Regions from separate parts of the Rattus norvegicus genome. Here region 1 is linked to region 2. A link is a contact called in public Hi-C data. All regions are on one chromosome and are shown on one strand. The core of a region is the stretch at or near the end of the contact, and the rest is flanking DNA. Distances in the headings are between cores, read along the strand shown.

Evidence for each region. Hi-C and Micro-C count contacts between places; a contact is called where the count stands out from the background.
Region 1: a contact with region 2 is called in a Hi-C map of frontal cortex, with 3 times the contacts expected there. The contact joins the enhancer-like site here to the promoter of Xylb in region 2. A contact is called at or near these places in 10 of 12 Hi-C or Micro-C datasets (the A7r5 cell line, the Rat2 cell line, Schwann cells and 7 more) and 1 of 1 datasets of contacts at active chromatin or transcription factors (oligodendrocytes).

What each region holds. Positions count from the first base shown.
Region 1 is chr8:128,040,580-128,047,670 of GRCr8, reverse strand. Acvr2b (activin A receptor type 2B) reads right to left here. Exons shown (of 11, transcript NM_031554.1): 2 at 5,257-5,464; 3 at 4,841-4,950; 4 at 4,567-4,718; 5 at 4,351-4,494; 6 at 3,025-3,168; 7 at 2,680-2,828; 8 at 1,746-1,860; 9 at 427-565; 10 at 208-338. Among named protein-coding and RNA genes, the nearest start is that of Exog, 19 kb to the left of the region's middle. Within about 2 kb of position 2,555, at least 10 of the 93 cell types and tissues checked have an H3K27ac peak or open chromatin away from gene starts, as enhancers often do.
Region 2 is chr8:127,970,323-127,977,461 of GRCr8, reverse strand. It overlaps Xylb (xylulokinase), which reads right to left and starts at 3,664. Exons shown (of 19, transcript NM_001033704.2): 1 at 3,599-3,664; 2 at 2,213-2,295. The coding sequence starts at 3,655.

The sequences.
Region 1 (7,091 bases), core at 1,306-3,805, 71 kb before region 2:
ATAAACACAAAGCCCAAACACAGAGCTTTGTCCAACGTTTCCCAGTTGAGCCACAGAGGGGACAAGAAGGAGGAAAGGGCCTACCATATTTCCCACAACCTCAGGGATATGTCCCTAGAACCCAGGGAACATGGTAGCCTTCCCTCCTCACGCCGAGGCAGGTTCCCTTCACGTACCCCTGTTGACTCCAGAACCCAGCTCCCTCACCGGATGTTTCAGCCAGTGATCCTTAATGGTGGGCCTCATCTTCTTGTGGACAACCACCTCCTGAAGCTCCTCCAGTGAAGGGTGTTGGCCAATCTCTTCCTCGAAAGGCAGCATGTACTCATCGACAGGCCCTGAGTGACGGGTGGGGGCTCTGATGGAATCACAAGGCCCAGCTCCAAGCCCCCAGCCCAGGGTGCCCATAGCCAACAAACCACTCACCATCTGCGGCCTTGCAACGAGAAACGAGCTCCCACAGCACCAGGCCCATGGCGTACATGTCGATACGCAGGAAGGCGTCTCTCTGGAAGTTGATGGCCCCCTCCAGCACCTCGGGGGCCATGTACCGTCTGGTGCCAACCTACAGGAAGACAAAGGACAGGATCTCCAGAGACCAGCTGTACTCAAATGCAGTTGGCTGGGAGAAGCAATGAGCACCAGGCTGGGTAAGACTGGAATTCTGAGCACGAAGCGTTGGAGCTGAAGCCCTGGTCCGTCCCTTTGAAGCAGGGTTATGATTCTATCTGACAGTAACTGATGGACTGGAGGCAGTGCTTGTTAGACAGCTGTGCAGCCCTGGAACATCTCAAACAGGCTACTCTGAGGCTTTTTCCTCCAACGGTGCCTAAAGTAAAGCCAGACACTCGGAAGGCTGAGGCAGGAGAACTAAAAGTCCCAGACCAACCTGAACGACACAGAGACAGACCCTCTAACAGATAAAGAGGCGGCTTAGCTCCTAAGGCACCAGCCACTCAAGTGTGAAGACAGAAGTTTGGATATCGAGAAGCCACATAAATGTGGCAACAGCAGCACAGGGAGGGGACGATGGCGTCCCCAGAGAAAGCTGGCTAGACTACCTGATAACCAGCAAAGGACCCAGTATTAATCGACAAGGCTTAAGGTGATCAAGGAAGATGCCCAGTGGCTACCCCAGGCCTCCAAACCCAGACAAGCAACTCGTGTGGAAACGGGAATACACAGGTTAAATAAACAATGAAGCAACAGTCAAAAGGCCGAAGAAGAATGTGGAGAACTCGTTTAAACCACAGGGAGACTCCCCCAGGATGACTGCTGGCTTAATTTTCATGGCCTTTTCTACACGTTTGGCTGGGATTCTCAGCACCCTTTCTTTCCTCTTTAATCTCGCTTAATGACTACAACTGAGGGCAGGCAGGAGCCTCTGTGGTAAAGGCTTGCTGCAAGCCACACGACCCAAGTTCAAGCCAAGGAACCCACATGCTGGAAAAAAACCTGACTCTCTTACACAACACACACACACACACACACACACACACACACAACGTCTTTTGGGAAAATAAAATAAAATTACAACAGAAAGAGAAAGACTGAAATACCAGGACGAGCTGCCGAAGCCCAAATGAAGCCTGGATCCCTCAGCCGGGTGGCTGGAGGAAGCCTCGCCAACCTCTCTATTGGTGAGTTAAGAACCTAGTTCCCAAGTTCCCACGTAGCTCTGCAGTCACCCCAGCTGAGCCCAGAGCTCTGTGCCAGCCTCTCCTCCCACTGCCCAGGTTCCTTACCTGCCCATGGGTATCCCCTGGAGGCTTCCCCGGCTCAAACCGAACAGCCAGGCCAAAGTCAGCCAGCACCGCGGTGAGGTCGCTCTTCAGCAGAACATTCTTGCTTTTGAAGTCCCTGAGCAGACCAAGAGCAAACTGTCACACAGGTTCAAGACCCGGCCCACCCTGAGATGGCTGATCTCGATCCTCCTCCCACCCTGCCTCTCAAATTACTAGAGTCCATGACCTGTAGCTCCTGGGTCAAACCATCCCCACCTCTGTGGGGCAGGAGACGAACGGCTTGGGAGTTCAGGGGCCCATACAGCAGGTCCCACTCTGGCAGCTGGGTAAGACCCTATACCACAGCACTAGAAGCTGGCCCATAAATCTCACAGGGCATGGCACACAAATCTTACAATGTTTGGAATGTGAACAAGAATATAGAGTCAGCTTGCTAAAGCCGCACAGGCAGGGCAGTGCTCGAGTGGTGCAGGCAGTCCACTCTGCCTAGACTAGAAAAACCAAAACCGAACCAACCAAACAACAGCGTGGCTCAGAAATCCTAAAAGATCCTAATCCAGAGCTCCGTGAAGTTAGGCACTGGTAATTGACTACCGTTTGCCCTTTTAAATCTCATCGGTATAGAGTGGGGCTCCCCAGGGGAATAGTGGACAGCTGATGTTATCGTGGCGACACATAAAACACGTGTGCTCTGTGCTAGCAACCATCAGCAAACATGGACATAAAAGGTTCTGGACCACAATCTGAGAATTTGAAGAGCCAGCTCTCCAGAGTCAGCACTTTCTCCTGTGCCCAGCAGAGGGCGCAAGAGCACTGGCCTGGAGAGCTAGCTGTCTCCAGCTACGGGAGAGCAGGGTTTACTGGGACGCAGCACAGGCACATTCAAGGAAGCAGAGCCATGCTCTACAGCAGGGAGGGCTCCTTAACCAGGTACCTGTGGGCAATAGAAGGCTTGTGGCCCTCGCCACGACACCACGGCACATCCTCATGCAGGTACGAGAGGCCTCGTGACATCGTCTCTGCCACATGACACAGCTCGTTCCACGTGATGATGTTCCCCTTGAGGTAATCCGTGAGGGAGCCCTAAGAGAAGGCAGCCGACTGTGGGCAAAGGCTCCAAATGCAGAACAGGGTGCAACCCAACCCAGGCCCAGCGGGAATGTCCTGGTGCAAGCGTGCAGAGGGGACCGAGGTGCGGCTGACACGGGGGTCGACTCATGGCAAAGCCACCGTTGGGACCTCCCTGTCCACCCCGGGGCCTTGCTGGGGTGTAGCTCACCTTGTCGTGGAAGGCTGTGATGAGCCACAGCTCCACCTCCAGGTTGGAGCCTCGTTTCTCTGCAGCAATGAACTGCAGGAGGTTTTCGTGCTTCATGCCCGGTGTGCTGAAGATCTCCCGCTCACTCTGCCACGACTGCTTGTCCTGAGGTAGGGAGGCGGCTCAGCCCTGCCACAGGACAGCCACCCCAACATGCCCTACTTCATCCCCACCACTGGTCTCCTGGCCTCCACATGCACGAGGAGAGCCAGGCCGGCAGCAGTCTCTGGGGGAGCTGATGCCAGCGCCCTGATTTACAAACGCTGAGTGAGGTGCCCAGCCAGTATCAGCCAGCAAGTGCTCGACTCCTCAAGCACCCTGGGCGACTAAGTCCAGGCTTGCCAGGTGTCAGGAGCCTCTGAGTAGACCATAACGTCAACTACCAAACTCGGGGACCGAGGAGGGGCTCCGGGAGGCTAAGGGCCTGCCAGGCAAAAGCATGAGGACCCAAGTTCAGATCCCCAGACCCCTATACAGAGTTTAACCCCAGTGCTGGAAGCAGGAAGATGGGGAAGGCAAACAGGGGAGGATACCTGGTGCTTGCCAACTCCTCTACCAAACCAGTCAGTCCCAGGCTAAGTGAGAGACCTTGTCTCAAAAGAACTTTAAAGGGTAGAAGCCTAGAGAGGTGGCTCTGAGGTTAGGAGCACTGGCTGCTCTTCCTGAGCACCTGGGTTCAATTCCCAGCATATAGATGGTGGCTCACAACCTCTCTAACTCCAGTCTCAAGGATCCAACACTCTCTTCTGGCTTCCACAGGCACCAGGCATGCATGTGGCACGCATAGATAGGTACATGCAGGCGAAACACCTGTACATGTAAAAAATAAGTATTTTCATTAAAATAAATAAAATAAAGAACTGTAAATAAGTGGAGAACCAGGTACGGTATACACACCTTTAACTCCAGCACTTGGGAGGTGGAGGCAGGTGGACTTTTGTGGGTTCAAGGCCAGCCTGGTCTATATGTCAAGTTCACTGAAATCCTGACTCCAAAAAAAACCCCAAAAAACAAAAAACAAAACAAACAAAAAAAACCAACAATAAAGAAAATTATTCAGTGTCGATCTCAGCCTCCACACATAGGCCTTTGTGTACATAAAACATGCAAACTGCATACACACATGGAAGTAATGGCAAGACCCAGAACCCACGTGGGTCAAAGCCTGACCCTAATCCTATGATGGACTCTCAGTTCTGAATCAGAATCCCGGGCTGCCCTGTGGGGAAGAGACTCCAGCTTGGACCCCAGTGAGAGAAGATGGCTTGAAGACCCCCAAAAGCTCACCTGAAGTGGGAAGATCTTCACAGCCACAAAGTCGTTCATGAGCTGAGCCTTCCAGACGCAGCCAAAGCGACCTCGAGCCTTGATCTCCAGCAACTGTAGCGGCTTCAGGCCCACCAGAGGCGATGGGGGAGGAGGCCCAGGGTCCTGGAAAAGCAAGAGCTTAAAGGAGTCTGCGCAGCCGTCCCTACCCCCGCCCCCACGCTGGCACTGTCTCACCTCATGGATGTCCACGTGGCCGTAGGGAGGCTTTCGATGTCGGTACATCCAGAAGGCCAGCAGGACGATGAGAGAGAGGCCTCCAATGGGCAGCAGCGAATAGGCCAGCACCGTGAGCAGGGTGGGGGCTGTCGGGGGTGGCTCGTACGTGACTGGGGGACACATGGAGCCCTGTGTCACACAGCCCGCCCACTCTAACACTCCAGTAGGCCCTGCAAACAATCCCCACTGCCTCCAGAGTGCCACTTAGACCCTCTTCCCACAGGCCCCTCACCTTCTGGGCCCCCAGGCTCCGGCAAATGGGTGAAGCGCTCGTTGCAGAAATTGCCTTCACAGCAGCAGAAATACACCTGGGGGTTCTCCTCAGTGGCCACACACTCCTGCCTGAAAACCCAGAGTCCCCGTTAAAAACTCCACAGCAGGGACAGCAAGACTCTCCCAGGCCCCTCCCCTCAGGCAAAGCAGCTTCTGAAACATCAGCAGGTAGGGTGAGCCCACTTCCCTTGAAGAGTGACCCAAGGCTGAGAGGGACAGGCAGGCACTGAAATGCTACCCGAGCTGAGGAGGGCAAACACCAGAACAGGGACTTGGGATCCAGGGCAGTGCCTTAGAAGATACCCCGAGATCAGTGGGTGGCGCATGCGCAGCTGGGCTACGGAGGCAGCAGCAGCGGAAATGTGCCCCGGGTACCTGTCGTAGCAATTGAAGTCATCTAGCCAGCAGCCCTTCTTCACCAGCTCGATGGTGCCCGAGCTGTTGCGCCACGAGGCATAGCAGTGCAGCCGCTTGTCCTGTTCCCCCTCGCAGCGCTCCAGGCCGCTCTGGTTGGTGCGCTCCAGCTCCCAGTTGGCGTTGTAGTAGATGCACTCCCGAGTCTCAGCTTCCCCTCGCCCGGAACCTGCGCCCCAAAAAGGAGAGAAGCTGAGCGCTGCCCAGTGACTTTTAACCAGTCCTGAAGATGCTGAAGGCGCCTGGAGAAGAAAGATGCCAACCTACCCCCCTTGCCACCCACACATCAACACCTCCTACGAAGACCAGGCTAGTGCTCCGTTCCCTGCCCACACCAGCCTGTAGGCGGGGCCTTCCTGCGTGTGTGTTCACCATCTCGCCTGTGTTCACCAGGTGCTGCAGAATAGCTACGCTTACAGGAAAAGGGTATGCTCCCAGGGTCACCGAGGGTTCTTTTTTCAGACAGAAGGGCTAAGCTGCGATCACAGATCAGCCTTCCAGCTGGGTTTAGCTGCACACCCACAGGTACGACCCACCCACTCTTACATATCTATCTTTTCCCAAAGAAGTTCCGTCCAGATGGCTGGACACAGCCATTGGAACGAACACTCGTCATGGCCTCGTCCACCCACTCCACCCTTCTCATCAACCCCACCAATAAGCTGCAGTCCCCACCGCTTTGCCCACTATGATCCCATGATGTATCCCTGCTTTGGATGTAGGACAGGAAAGAGCACACAAACGCCAAAGGCATCTTGTTCCCTCTCCAGACTTCCCCACGAAGGGGTGTGGCATTTATTACCTCGCTGACAGAACCTTACGCAGATACCCTAAAGGAAATCAGTGCTGACTCAGCCTTGCTGCACCTCAATCCACTGGCACCCCAGCTTTCTCTAATAACCCACATGAGGCCAGAGGGGCATCAGGGAAGGGGCTCCCACCTGACCCGAGGTTGGCAGGGTGCTCAGTGCTAACACCACTCAGTTTCCCAGGGTCCAGTGCATATAGGAGGATCCTGACTGGCTGTTCAGGGAGAGGAACCCTCAAGACAGCAGATTCCAGTCACACTCACAGCATCTCACCAAGGTAGGCGGAAGCTCCTTCTAGGGAGGTCTAGCCTTGGAGAAGGTGCCAATCTCAAGGCTCGATCCAGGTAGGACCCACAAGGTCAAATGTTACCCAGTCAGAATGGCAGAATACAGCCTCAGCCCTAGCCATACTGGGTCATGTTGGCCTAGGGCCTGACACTTGTGGTGACAACCTGCCAGGTGGCTAGAACTCAGCCTGGCCCAGAAGGGTCTCAGTATCCAGAGCAGGACTCAGGTAGGGGTTTCTCTCACAGGACCTATTCAACCAGGGGGCTTATATTTGTGGACAAGACTGAGGAATGAGTGCAGGTCTGAAGACAGAGCCTGAGCAAGTGCCAGGAGCCAGGGTGGCACCTAGAGTGTCTACAAGCCCTGCTACTTGTGGCAGGAACGGGTAGTTGAGCTAAGTGAAGCACCCAGTCCAGGGAGGACACAGCTCCTTTTCCACATCTGGAGTCCCACCCCGCATCAGCGGCCATATTAGCTGGGAGTTTATGGGACATCCACAAAGTGTATGAAGGAGATAACCCAAGTCCTCCCCAGGAGAGAGTGAGAGCAGTTGTAGCATGAACACTCCTGTGTGCCCTTCTCAATTGCTTCCCAGATGCCCAGCTTCCTCCACAAGCCCGGAAGGCTGACCCCGAGCTGCTGAGTGCTAGAATGAGTTCATACCTAACATATGGGGTGGACAGCCTACAGGCAGAGGGC
Region 2 (7,139 bases), core at 2,415-4,914:
AGGAAAATATCCCTTGTGTGCCAAGCAGAAACTATGTACTGAGCACAAGAAGCCATAAGGAAAAGACGGAGGAGTCTTTTCACACAGAACTGGACAGCTCATTTTTTTTTCTCAGTTTTCATTTCATTTATATGGGTGTTTTGCCTTACATGTATGTGCGTGTACCACATGTGTGCCTAGTACCCTGAGAGGTCCAAACAGGCCATATGATCCCCTGAGACTAGAGCCATAGATGGTTGTGAGCCACCATGTGAGTGACTGTTGGGAACTGAACCCAGGTCCTCTGGAAGAGTAGCCAGTGCTCTTAACTGGAATCTCTTTAGCCCTGGGGAAGTCTTTTCTAGAAGGCACCATGTCAGAAGAGAAAGCCTTGCCCAGAAGGCAGGGCTGGACGTCAGGAATGAAAACTGGTTGCTTTCTCTTTCCTCCTGGTAGCTCAGGCTGGCACGGAACTTGCTCCTGATTGCTAAGCTTGTAGGTGTGTACCTGAAGAGCAGGGGACTTTGTATAAGAGAAGCCGAGGCTGTCACTCTGTGATTTAGTAGGTACAAAGCCCTTTTTGATCCCCAGGACAAAAAGAAAGATGAATAAAAAAAATTTAAGGGGCTGGGGATTTAGCTCAGTGGTAGAGCGCTTACCTAGGAAGCGCAAGGCCCTGGGTTCGGTCCCCAGCTCCGAAAAAAAGAACCAAAAAAAAATTAAAAGGAGCAGTCAAGTGTGACTCTTCCATCATCCTGGCACTCTGGAGGCTGAAGCAGGAGGATTACAAACTGGGGGAGCCAGCCTAGAAAAAGTGAGCCTTCTCAAAAACAAATAAATCAAAAAACAAAACAAAACCAAAACAACAACAACAACAATAACAAAAACCACAAACATCCCAGACGTGGCAGCAGCAACCTCTGAAGGGACAAACAAGGATTAGAAATTTAAAGCGCTTGCCTAGCAAGCACAAGGCCCTGGGTTCGGTCCCCAGCTCCGAAAAAAAAGAAAAAAAAAAATTTAAGGTTGGGGCTGGAGAGATGGCTCAGTGGTTAAGAGCACCCGACTACTCTTCCAGAGGTCCTGAGTTCAATTCCCAGCAACCACATGGTGGCTCACAACCATCTGTAAAGAAATCTGATGCCCTCTTCTGGTGTATCTGAAGACAGCTACAGTGTACTTATATATAATAAATGAATAAATGTTTAAAAAAAATTTAAGGTTGTCTTCAACTACACAGTGAGAGCCATGAGACCCTGTTTCAAAAAGGGGTGAGAAGGGGCTGGGGATTTAACTCAGTGGTAGAGCGCTTACCTAGGAAGCGCAAGGCCCTGGGTTCGGTCCCCAGCTCCGGGAAAAAAAAAAAAAAAAAAAAAAAAAGAACCAAAAAGGGGTGAGAAGATACGCTCAGGTGCACATACGTGCGCACATGCCTAGTGCCAAAAGTACTCTAAGGAAAAGAAGGCCAACAGTAGATGTGACCAATGGACTCTGGCCAGAAAGAAGTTCGATTTCGAGCTGACGTGAACATTTCTTTATAACTTCTCCAGTCTGTAGCACCTTTTCTCTTTGAGACAGGATTTCTCTGTGTAGCCCCGGCTGTCCTGGAACTCACTCTGCAGACCAGGCTGGCCTTGAATCCAGAGATCCACCTGCCTCTGCCTGGAGTGCCAGGATTAAAGGCGGGCGCCACCACAGCCCCGCTATGTGGTGCTCTTCCATTAGTAACAGAAGGGAGCCAAGAACCATCCTGTGCCTGGTACAAAACGAAAATCTGAGTGAACGGATGAGCTCAACTGGGAAGGAATAGGGAAGAAATCACTCCGAGTGTGCAAAGAAAAGGTTCTCAGGGGCCGCAGAGATATACGTATGGCTCAGGGGTTAAGAGCACTGGCTGCTCTTCCAGAGGAACTAGGTTCAATTCCCACCACTCTATGGTGGCTCACAACTGTCTGTGATTCCAGTTACAGGGGATCTGATGTCCTCTGCTGGCCTCTTTGGACACCAGGCAGGAATGTGGTGCACAGACATACTTGCAAGCAAACACAACAACAACAACAACAACAATGATGGCGATAATAATAATAATAATAATAATTAATAATAATAGATGCTCAGAGGTCTATGCAGACTCTCTTGCAGCTGGGTTAGGTCAGACCAGTAAGCTGATAAATGCAAATGCTTTAGGGAGGATCTCAAACCACCCGCCCGCCCACGCCCACCAGCTACACACCCAAATTCCGGAAGGTCTCTGTCAAAATGCACACTGTCCTCATAGAAGACGTTCAGCTCTGCATCAACAGCAACGACTTTGACCTGGAAGACATTTATGAGAACGGTGTGTAGGATTTTCTCAGCCTCTACCCCGGCCCAAGGGGTTTCTAAGTCAGGTAAGGTTCAGCATTGACACAAAGGTTATTGGGCATCATCGTAACCGTAGCAAAATGTTTCAGGGGGCACGTGCTCAAAATAAATAAATAAATAGGGCTGGAGAGATGGCTCAGCGGTTAAGAGCACTGACTGCTCTTCCAGAGGTCCTGAGTTCAATTCCCAGCAACCACATGGTGGCTCACAACTATCTGTAATGAGATCTGATGCCCTCTTCTGGTGTCTGAAGACAGCGACAGTGTGCTTCTATATGTTAAATCAATAAATCTTAAATAAATAAAGAAAAGCAGAAAATTAAAAAATGAGAAATCCAGATGAAACTCCCACTGTCTTCAAGAATATGCTCCTCAAACAGGGGAGGCCATGACATCTGCACCCTACAAGGAGGCTTGTCTCCAGGGGTTATCCCCAGAGCAGTGACTACCATCAAGCCAGATAAGACATCCTAAGGAAGCTCTTCCATTCCAAGCTCAGGGAAGAGGGAGTAACAGGTCTAGTAGGGCAAGGTGACATCCCTATGGGATGTTCCCCACAGGGACCCGAAGGCTCTGGCTCTCTTCATCCGTCTGAGAAGGTCTCACAGCTACTATGTTTATTCCTCGAGGACGCATGCTCGGACGTCCCATGCCTACTTGGAAGGCAAATTGTTAATGCACTCAGCTCTCTGCTGGGAACTCCAACCTCTGACCAGCAGTCCTGGTATGGCAGACCCTGGCACACTAATGCCAGTCAAGAGGGGGGTGGGGAGGTTGCGGACAGGCAAAGTCCATTTGCACACTATGCCCATTTCACTTTTAAAAAATAAAAGTGTGTGGTGTGGTGGCATCCTCCTTTAAACCCAGCACTCAGGAGGCTACGGATAGTGGATCACTGTGAGTTCAAGGCCAGTCTGGTCTGCACAGTGAATCCAGGCCAGCGGAAGCTACATAGTAAAGTTCTGCCTCAAAATATAAAATAATAAAGTAAAGTAAAGGCGCTCAGTTGTAAACCGGATCTAGGTTATGCATGCGCGCACACGTCTGCCAGCCTGTGGGCTCTGCCGTTTTCGCCGAGTGTCTCGTATTCCAGTCATCTGCAACCGGGACTCGCGTGGACCTCTCCAGGCACTTTCGCCCGGCTACGTGTTCGTGCTCTTGTTCTCGGGGTTCTGCAGGAAGGCACCGGAGGTTTCCGGGAGGACGCGTCTCGCTGGCAGGCATCGCTAGGCTCCCACTCCGCGCCCCCCGCGTACCTGCTGCGTGCTGAAGTCCCAGCCCAGGCAACAGCGGCGGCCCGCCCGCTCCGCCATGGTCTTGGGGGTTCCCACCGTCCGTCTGTGCGTCCGTGCGTCCATGTGTCCCGAGGCGGCGAGACTGTCGCTGCGCTCCGGCGCCCAGACTCCAGGGCCCGCCTCTCGCCACGCCCGGCAGGACTCTGGACTGGAGTCACGAGGTGGGACTGCCCTCTGGCGCCGCCTGCGGGAGGTCGCGAGTGGTACTGGGTCTGGATGGGGCACTTGGTGGTCGCTACCGGTGCAGGTCCCCATCCGGCAGCGAAGTGGCTTCCCTCCAGTTCACCCCACCCACACTCACCACTCACCCCTGCCCCGACCTAAGAAGGCCTGGCTTTCCTTGGAGACACTTGGGAACTCTGGGGCAACTAGTTCTTGCAAGTCCTTCAGGGAGGGTCCTGCCCCCCCCCCCCCCCCGCCTCCCGGAATTCTCAGGCTGGAAGGGAGGGAGGGAGAGAGGGGGGGGAGGGAGAGAGAGGGGGGAGGGAGGGAGGGAGGGAGGAAGGAAGGAAGGAAGGAAGGACGGAAGGAAGGAAGGAAGGAAGGAGCCTGGTCTCAAATAAAATTAAAAAGGGGCTGAAGAAGCCAGTTGTGGTGGTGCATGCCTTTAATCCCAGCACTCAGGAGGCAGAGACTGGTGGATCTCTGTGAATTCAAGGCCAGTCTGGTCTACATAGAGAATTCCAGGCAATCAGAGCTACGGAATTAAGACACTTTGTCTCAAAGTGAAATGTGGGGTGGACTTCTGAAGGTCAAACTGGGCGTGTTGGTGCATGCCTTTAATTCCAGCATGAGGAAGGCTGGGTGGACAGATCTCTATGCGTTTGAGGCCAGCCTGATCTACATAGGAAAGTTCCAGGTCAGCCAAGGCTACACAGTGAGATGACACCACCCTCCCATATATATATGGAAGGAAAAGAAAAATGTAAATGGAGACCGAAGAAATAGCTTTTGTCTGACCTGTGTTCTAGAGTCAACTAGAAAAATAAAATCTTAATTAAATTTGGGATAGTAGCTTACACTCTAATCCAGTATTTGGATAGGTGAGACTGGAGGCCGATGAGTTGAGGCCAGCCTGGGATACATAACAAAAAATACTAATAATATATAAAATAATCTCTCTCCCTTCTCCTTCTATTTTTTCTTTTTGTTTGCTTATTTTGACAGTCTTGACTAGGCTCGAAAATTCCTTCTGCCCAAACAGGCCTCAGGCTTACAATCCTCCCACCAGCCTCCCAGTAGCTGAGATTATAGGCCTGTAACAACAAGTATAGCATGACATGATCTCTTATAAGGTCTCACATGCCCTCAGGGTGGCCTTGAACTTACAGTATAGCTGGGACTGGCCTTGAATTCCTGAACCTCCTACCTCACTTTCCCAAACGTTAAGGCACGATTCCCAGTTTGAAATCATCTGGTATTGTGACCCATGGGTCAGCCGATTGCCTGGGCTGACTCAGGTGGGGTGGCTCTGTTCCCCATGACTCTCATCCTCCACTGAACAGTATGCTCACCCTGCACCTCAGAAAAGGGCTTAGTGGATGGTGTCAGGAAAGCGTGTTGGTGCACAGCATGAAGAATGGGCCCAGGGTGACTTAGGACTTTGCATTCCGGAGGCAGATCTTGGGGAGTTAAAGGCCAGCCTACTCTACATAGAAAGTTCCAGGACAGCCAGGACTACACTGTGAAACCTAGTCTCAAAGCAGCATGTGTGGGTGTGGGTGTGGGTGTGGGGGTGGGATGATGAAATCCAAAGAGGCCACTTCTGGATGGAGAGGGGTTTCCTACCCTTAGTTGGACACAGGGAAAGGAACTCAGGCTGGGTGATGTGGATGACCTAGTAATTTAGCTAGACTGCTTGGGGTCCCTCTTGGGGTGTCTGAGTGGAGATGTTGGGCAGGCCAGTTTGGATGTGTGTCTGGGTTGCAAACAATGACTTGGGAGCTGTCGTCTCCAAGTGGGTGAGTCAGATGTCGGAAAAGAGCTCAGAGTAGGACAGGTGGAGGCTACTCGGAATTGTGAAGAATCCGTGGAACATTAAGGAATCATGACGGGCAGATACTAGATTAAAAGGCCTTCCTGGAAGGCGGGCCTTTAGACAGTTGCGTGGTATCTAGAAGTAGGTTGAAGAGTGGCGAGGTGGGTCCTAAAAATTTTGGAAAGAAAAGAGTCAATGGGGCCAAAAGGACCTTACTGTGCCTCGTTTATGTTGCTAAAACCAAAGCTTAAGGCCTTGTCCTAGTCAGGGTTCTCTAGAGTCACAGAACTCATGGGGTCGTCTCTGTATAGTAAGGGAATTTGTTGATGACTTACGGTCTGTCGTCCAACTCCCCAACAGTGATCAGCAGCATCTGTGAATGGAAGTCCAGAGATCTAGCCTCTCGATCAGGATCAAAGGCGAGCCTTCCAATTCTGGATTGTAGTTCATTCCAGATATAGTCAAGTTGACAACCAGGGATAGCCACGACAGGCCTAAATAAGAGGAGTTTCTCACAGTTCTCGAAGCTGGGAAGGTTAAATAAGGCCATATAGGGCTGATGTCAACCCCTGGCAAGGGCTCTTTCCCAGATGTGCAAATGGTAGCCTCCTCTGTGCACCACATCCATAGAGACATGCTGCCAAGAGGCACAGGGATGAAGAGATTCACTCCAACATCCCCAGGAGCCTGGGGAGTTCCCCCTAACCTCTGAGTTACCTCAACCCGGGCCAACTGAAACTCCTGTCTCTAACACAGAAAAGAATCTCAGGGTCAGCCAATATAAAGCAGAGTCTGGTTTACTTCAGATTTTGTCTTTACACTGATTGATATCGATCGATCAATTGATTTGGTATGTGCATGGTGGCATGTGTACAGATATCAAACGGACAATGAAGAAATAGGGCCTCAAGCTAGAGAGATGGCTCAGTGGTTAAGAGCGCTGACTGTTCTTCCAGAGGTCTTGAGTTCAATTCCCAACAACCACATGGTGGCTCACAACCATCTATAGTCAGGTCTGGTGCCCTCTTCTGCCTGCAGGCGCATACATGCAGGCAGAAAGCTGTATGATGTATATATACATAATAAATAAATAAATGTTTAAAAAAAAGAAATTAAAAAAAAATTTGGGTTGAGAGAGTAACTCATCCACAAAGCACTTGCCTAGCAGGAACAAGGATACAGATCCCCAGTATTGTGACAAAAAAAGCAAAACAAAGAAACCACCAGAAATTAGGGACCAAATTAGATAGGTCAATTGTAATTCAGATCCAATAATTTGTTTCATGTATCTATAGTTTTATAATATGTCTATACGCAGAAGATTTCATCTTGGGGTTCTATTGGAAATTAAGTCTATATTCAGTCTATTGAGACTCAGAAGAAATAAAATTAGTCTTTAGACCAGTGGGAAGCTGTTATGAGGGGAGATAGTATTTTGACCAATCGTTACTAACAGGACAAGCATGTCGTAACTCCTGGTCCCAGTTGGAGGGTGGAGTTGGTCCTGCTTTCTGTTAAATAAGT